2 separate regions of the Sus scrofa genome follow, and region 2 is linked to region 1. The links are chromatin contacts, called in public HiChIP or PLAC-seq maps. All regions are on one chromosome and are shown on one strand. The core of a region is the stretch at or near the end of the contact, and the rest is flanking DNA. Distances in the headings are between cores, read along the strand shown.

Evidence for each region. HiChIP or PLAC-seq counts read pairs in DNA pulled down with a chosen protein or histone mark.
Region 2: a contact with region 1 is called in an H3K27ac HiChIP or PLAC-seq map of skeletal muscle. The contact joins the enhancer-like site here to the promoter of ZFAND5 in region 1. A contact is called at or near these places in 3 of 5 promoter capture datasets (fetal liver and liver), 18 of 47 Hi-C or Micro-C datasets (adipocytes, alveolar macrophages, blood and 8 more) and 2 of 2 datasets of contacts at active chromatin or transcription factors (alveolar macrophages and skeletal muscle).

Annotation. Positions count from the first base shown.
Region 1 is chr1:225,707,450-225,710,762 of Sscrofa11.1, forward strand. It overlaps ZFAND5 (zinc finger AN1-type containing 5), which reads right to left and starts at 1,742. Exons shown (of 5, transcript NM_001097506.1): 1 at 1,582-1,742; 2 at 1,022-1,133; 3 at 298-401. The coding sequence starts at 1,732.
Region 2 is chr1:225,809,460-225,812,894 of Sscrofa11.1, forward strand. All of the region lies in intron 2 of TMC1 (transmembrane channel-like protein 1), which reads left to right. Among named protein-coding and RNA genes, the nearest start is that of TMC1, 97 kb to the left of the region's middle. Within about 2 kb of position 1,527, at least 22 of the 83 cell types and tissues checked have an H3K27ac peak or open chromatin away from gene starts, as enhancers often do. A contact at or near this core is called in alveolar macrophages, liver, omental adipose tissue and 2 more, where this site is marked.

The sequences.
Region 1 (3,313 bases), core at 492-2,991:
ATATACTGGTAAACTATCTTTTAAGTTTATCAAATTCTTAACATGTCCAGTCTTCATATTATAAACTTGGCTGATTTGCACGTGTGGGAGTGGATTATGGGGAGGAGGGAGAGAAGATTTAAGAGCGACTACTATTTTACACTTCAAGGTACTTTCAAGATAATGGTTTGCTTGGCCTATATTTTATAACTCTCTCTCCTCTTTGGTCCTTCAATGGGAAGACAAGAATTTCCCCCCACCAACCCTTCCTTACAGTACCAAATCCAGAACTGAACTAGTATTAAATGAAAAGCATACCTGGCTCTGACACCTCTGTTTTCGGGGTAGTTATTTTGTCCTCTCTTGAAATGCTCATTTCGGTCATTTGCTGAGTTACAGGCAAGGCAGCCACAGGCACATTTCTATTTGAGTTCAAGCAAACATTTTTCAAGATGTTAAGGGTACTTCTTTGCGAGGTAATAAGTTGTCAGTTCAATTTAAATCATATATTATTTTCAATAGGATCAAATGGAGCTAAATAATCTAAAAAGGATACCCAGCGCAAATAGTTGAGACTAAGGAAAGCAATTTGATAAATGGCTCACAAAACAAGTCTGCATATTTGTATAGGTTATGATGTTCTATTACAGCCAACTAGAAATTTTTAGCTGTGCCTGTAGTTTGTTTAAGGGCAAAAGGGGCAGCTTTGCCAAAATGCTTTGTGTAGCACGACAATACAGTCTACCATACTCTCATTTTCTACAATCCCTATACCTGAATTACAAGCAAATAAAAGCACAGCATTCTCAACATAGTATCCTTAAAGTCGTTCTGGAATGTGTTATAATACATATCTTTACTCAATGACCTACAAGGTCATATTAAAGGACACTGGAATCCCCAATTATGCAACAGACGCAAAGCCAAGGACATCTAATGTATTAACATCCTTACAATTTATTAACATTCATAATTATGATGTTATAGTTATCTTTATTTCTTCCCTGTTTTATCACGAAAACCCTGAAACATTCAATCTTACCTTGATTTTTCAGATGTGCTGCCAGCAGCACCTTCACAGTTGTTTAAACTAGCATCTGCTCTTTGTACAGATGCAGAATCTGAGGTAGGACTGTTGGAGCCACTAGCTGTCCCTATTTAAAAAAAGGATTGTTAAGCAACAAAACAACACTATAAACACTATGAAAACTATTAATAAGTAACAAATACTTGCATTTAATCAGGTTAGCCACTTAAGCACTTTCACTGTATTGCAGAGCCCTACACTCAAATGACAGCCAAACAAATATATATGTGTATATATATGTAAAATGTCATATCCAGCGAACTTAAGAATAAAACAAAACATAAAAAAAAAGAAAAAAAAAAGAGAAAAAGCTACTAGAAGATGCTTGTAGACAGTCACTCATTCCTCATGTAGCCAGCCATGCCAAGTACTTGGGCTGTTGCTTTAAATTTCAAGCTTTTCTTGGGTCTTCTCTCCTGGGACTTTGAGCATTCTCAGTCTTAGTCCCCAATTCTTGGGTCTCTATTTTCTGTCCACCAATTCTTCAAATGGGTTATTCCTTGGAAACAACTTACCCATTGGACTCATTCTGCCACTATTCTGCTGTCTCTGAAGATGTTCTTTGTAGCAAACAGAACACATTCCATTTGTCCTAGGATTCCCATAAAAGCCACATCCTGTACTACACAGCATGGGCCCTGGGGTCTGGTTAGTCTCCTGAGCCATATTTTTCTGCTATAAACAAAACAAAAACAAAATTTTAGAAACTAGCATATAGTAAAACAATAAAATCATTAAATTAGTGAGTTGCCACTGTACCTTGTTATTCTTAAAAAATAAGCTAAATTTTGAATATTTTGTTGCACTTATGAAACAATGGACATGAACTGCAGATTGCTAATAATTTATTATGACTTTACATTCTTCAGAATAAAAGAAATTTCTCATTAAACATTACAATTAATTTTTTTATTTTACCTATCAGTGTTTTAATTTCTGAAAAGGTCACACTTCTGGATCAGAATTATGTTTAAATCAATTTGGGCAATTAGTATCTTTAAATCACTTTCTGCTCTAGTGCACTACAGGCATATCATTTCAAATAATGACAATTAATTAATGACTCATGGTATCTGTTAGTGGTTCTTTAAATTGGCTGTATATTGGAGGTAGCTCTAAAGACTTCTTAAATCTAACACCTAAAAGTTGGGTCCACTAGTAATTCAACAATTCTCTGATGCAGAGCATCTGTACTTTTAAAATGCTCCAACACCTTTACAGAAGACTGAAAAGAGCTGATAGATCATCTCTTTCTATTACTTTGGCACCAAAAAGTGAAGCTCTTTAACAAAGAATTTAGGTGTCAGCTGCTTAGGAAATTCCTTTCCTTCTTCCTTTGACATGTGAAATCTAGGTCTACGTATACTTTAAAATCAGTGTCTAGAAACCTGCAATGCACAAAATTATCAGCCATAGATTTACTGCTCAGCCAAGGGTTCTATTAAAACTTTTACAAGTGCTTGTCTTTCTTATACCAGAAAATAATGAATTCTTTTCAAACTTGCCAATTACAATAAAGCAAAATGAAGCAAAATAAATACACCACTTTAGTGATGGCTGGTATTTAATGTTAGGTTACCAGAAAGACCTTTACACAGCAAACAAACATACCCTTGCTTTTCCAGAAGCCTTGTTAAAATTAGCACAAATACAGTAATGTTTTGCTAAATTCAGTACAATTTTCCTGAGTTAACAGAACATAAACATTTAATAAACGAAAAAAAACTGGAGAGTTCCTGTGTCACCTTGAAATGTGTATGAATGTACAAAAAAACTTATTTCAGAGCATTTTTAATCAAAGGGAAGATATTGTGCTATTAACTTATGGTCCCTGTCATTTAAATGTACCTTAATGTTGACAATGAGGTCATTTTTAAGTTATGAACATTTCAGATAAGTGCACGGAAGTACTTCAAAAGCTAGAGCTTGCTATTTCCTAGAATCTCATGGCTTTTCCAACCACCACATACTAGGATACTCTCTTTACTTATGTTTTAATGAGTATTAACACTTCTTACTAAAATTATAAAAAAGGGAGAAGCAGACTAATCAAATTTAACCTGGCCAGAATCGTGACAATTATTCCCTAAAGCATTTAAACGGGACAGTCATCTTTCCTTTTGTCAGCAAAAAAGACACCTTGGTTCAAACTTGAAAATATTTCAAGCCAATCAAGCTTGTATGGAGTGACCGATATTTGCAACTTACTTCAGACAATAGTACTAATTTAGTTGATACTGTCTCTTT
Region 2 (3,435 bases), core at 277-2,776, 100 kb after region 1:
AAACGAATATAACTAGGAACCATGAGGTTTGGGGTTTGATCCCTGGCCTCCCTCAGTGGGTTAAGGATCTGGTGTTGCCATGAGCTGTGGTGTAGGTTGCAGACATGGGTCGGATCTCTCATCAATGTGGCTATGGTGTAGGGCAGCAGCTGTAGCTCCGATTGGACCCCTAGCCTTGGAACCTCCATATGTGGCAGGTGTGGCCCTAAAAAAGTAAAAAAAAAAAATAAAAAATATACATAAACCTTCTGAATATGGGTACAATAAGGACATAGATTTTTAAATAAAGTTTTCATTTATTTACATAAAGCTGAAGGCCTGGATTGGAAATACAGCCCTTGTTTTCTTTCTTATTCTTACCTCTGACAGTGAAGTTTCTGACTGCAGATTTGTTCTCAGTACATTTGTTTATTAATACAAGGATATATTATTTCAGTGCATATAAACAGGCAGGCTCGGCTTATATGGAATAAAACAAACTAAGGGAAATTTGGCAATTATCCTGATAATTACCTTAATAAAAACAGTAGATCTAGTTCTGTTCTGTAATGGATATTTTGGTTTAAAATTAGTCATTACTACCAGTCCTGAATTAGTTAACTAAGTGATTTTGCAAAGTGGCAGAAGTCTCCTTCAAGATGAAATCAGTATTCCCTGCTTAAGCTTTAGATGGATTAATTTTAGAAAATTAAGCTTACAGAATTCCTTGCTGAGGGTCCTCTGAACTTAACTTTAGATCTGTAACGGATGTCACCACTTCAAAGAACTCTATTTCTGTGTTTTAGCCACTCCTCTCACCCTTAGGAGAGTATGTGTGTGAGAGAGAAGGGAAGCCAGGCATGGATACATGAGCAGGCATGGATACATGGTACACGGAACGGCTGTGTCTCTTTAATGAAATGCCTCAGCTTCCCTACTGCCCTCTGCCTAAATTTGGGTTCTAAGGGAGATGATAGCTATTAGGAAGTGCCAGTCCCACTTGCAGATATTGTTACTCTAATTCTGCCTAAGTTGCAGTTTCTAGCTTTGGGTCATGACCCTAAACAGGAAGTGCCTCTGAGTTCCTCCAAACATGGTATGCGGATGAGGGGGTGGAGTTTAGCACACAAATACCTAGCTGCCAACTCTTCATGTTTACAAGAGATCAAAAATATAGGTCGCTTAAGGTCAGGAATACATCCTTTCTTTTCCTTCCCAGGAGCAAATAGTGTTGTCTTACACTCTAGGTGAAATACAGACTTCAACTCGAGAGCTATATTTGGATTGGAGTTTCTCTTTAATGCCACCCAAACACATTCTATAAGTGCTATGAGCCTCAAAGAATTAGAAGAATAAAATGACTTAGATTTATCATGATATAGGTTTGATCAACTCTCTCGGGGGAAGTTTAAAGCCAACCAAAACATTGATAAATGGGGAGAAGGAGTGAAAATATCTCGTTTGTTTTTGAGGTGCAACTAATATTTGAGTATAAATTAGTGTTTGAGTAGAATGGTAGAAAAACAAAAAAACAGGGCTGACAGGTGTCTCAGAGGTCATGTCCAACCTTCTTCCTGAGGATGCATGAATCACCAGCCCACTCCGATTCCTTCTCTCTGAGCTGCCGCATTTTTTTTTTCAGGTTTTGCTACTTCAGGAAACCACAGTTGTTTGCAGATAGAAAAATTACAGCAGCACTGTAATATGAGAGAACTAGTTCTTCCCCCTTGTTAATTAACAGTATCTAGTATATAACAGGCCTTGCACTATTTAAAAAAAAGTTGTTTTTTGCTATCAAGAATTTTTTTTAGAAAAATCAATTTTTTGAACTTTTACAACTATCATGTTTCCTATATATCTAGGAATGGTAATAATGTTCCTCTGGTGAATAGACTTGGAAATGCAGTAAAATGCTTTCTTTACAACATTATCATTTTCATTATTTGAACAAGTGTTGATCCGTATAAATTATTTATCTGAGCACTGAGAGCCACTCCCTAGGTGCAAGGCAATATGTTAAAGATTTGCTATCATGATAGTGAATGAGGGGGAAAGGGGAGAAGTACATTTTGTGAGTTATAAAGTTTTAGGAACATTAGTTGCCATGTTTGCATTTGAAAATGAACTCTTGGTGAAACACATTGTGGAAAAAACATGGAAACACAAATTCATTAACAAATACATAAAAATAGTGGGGGATAAAAACCCCAAACACTGGTAATATGCCAAGTATGATCATCAAACAGAAGATTAGAGATGGTCCTTAAGGCAGAGAAGGATTTAAACTATGGAAGAATTGGCTGGCTCATGCTTTAATTTGATTTCAGACATAATGTGTCTATCAGCCACAGCTTTTCTGAGGGAAAGGAGAAAAAATGAGGGGAAAAAGAGAGTGTACAGAGGACCAGCACTTAAAATGCTTCTTCCCATACTTACAAGTGTCACTGAATCTTGTTGTAGTTGTCTACAGGCAAGGCCTAGCTTCCAAGAACAGCTAAGTAGTTCCCCTACTGCAAATAATTGACAATAAGTACACTTGTTATTCTAATGTCTACATATATTAGTGTTAGTGCGTTTAATGCTTTCTTCAAGCCTGTTAGGTAGGCATTATCATTAAATCCTATTCTACAGTTGGAGAAACTGAGGCACAATGAGATTAAGTATCTTGTCACACAGCAAGTAGAAGAGCCAAGAACTGAACCTAGGCAATTGAGTTCTAGATACTGCACTCTTACTCACTATGCTAAATGACCTCTCAAAGATTTAGTTCTGTGTTTTATAAAGTCTGATCTAACATTCACCTGCATTAGACTTCCTGGGTGCTTCTTAAAAGTTTCCTAGGCTAGTATATTAGAATCTCTAGGAATTGGGCTTAAGAATTCCTACTTAACGACTCAATTTTGCACACTGAAGTCTGAGAATCACTAATCTGAAAGGTGAGAGAGGGTGGTGGAGAGAAACTTTTTTGTCTTCAGAGCCCAGAAAGGCATGCTATTACACTTTCCAGATTTTGTATGTAAAATCAGGTCATCTGTAGCTAGAGATAGATTTACTTCTCCCTTTCTAATCTGTATGCCTCATGTTTCTTTTTCTTGCCTAATTGCCCTGGCGAGAAACTCTAGTATAATGTAGAATAGAAGTGGTGAGAGTGGACATCTTTGTCTTGTTCCTAGCTCTCTAGGTTTTGAAGGAAAGAATTAATAGATTGATGCTTATATATTAGAAATTAACTATTACATTTCTGTACCTTATTATCTTCCATTCCTAATCTGGATTTCATCAAGAGAAGCTTACACAGCAGAAATATCAAATTTACTTCTAATCCATTCCCAGAATGGAGTGTGGTCTTCCTGTTAGGGCCCCAGGCAGCAGAACCAGACACACAGAGATTTTTAGTAAACTCCTACTGAGTATGCGTGAAAGTCTTCAGCTTTTGCCCTCCAAACTAAATGTGGA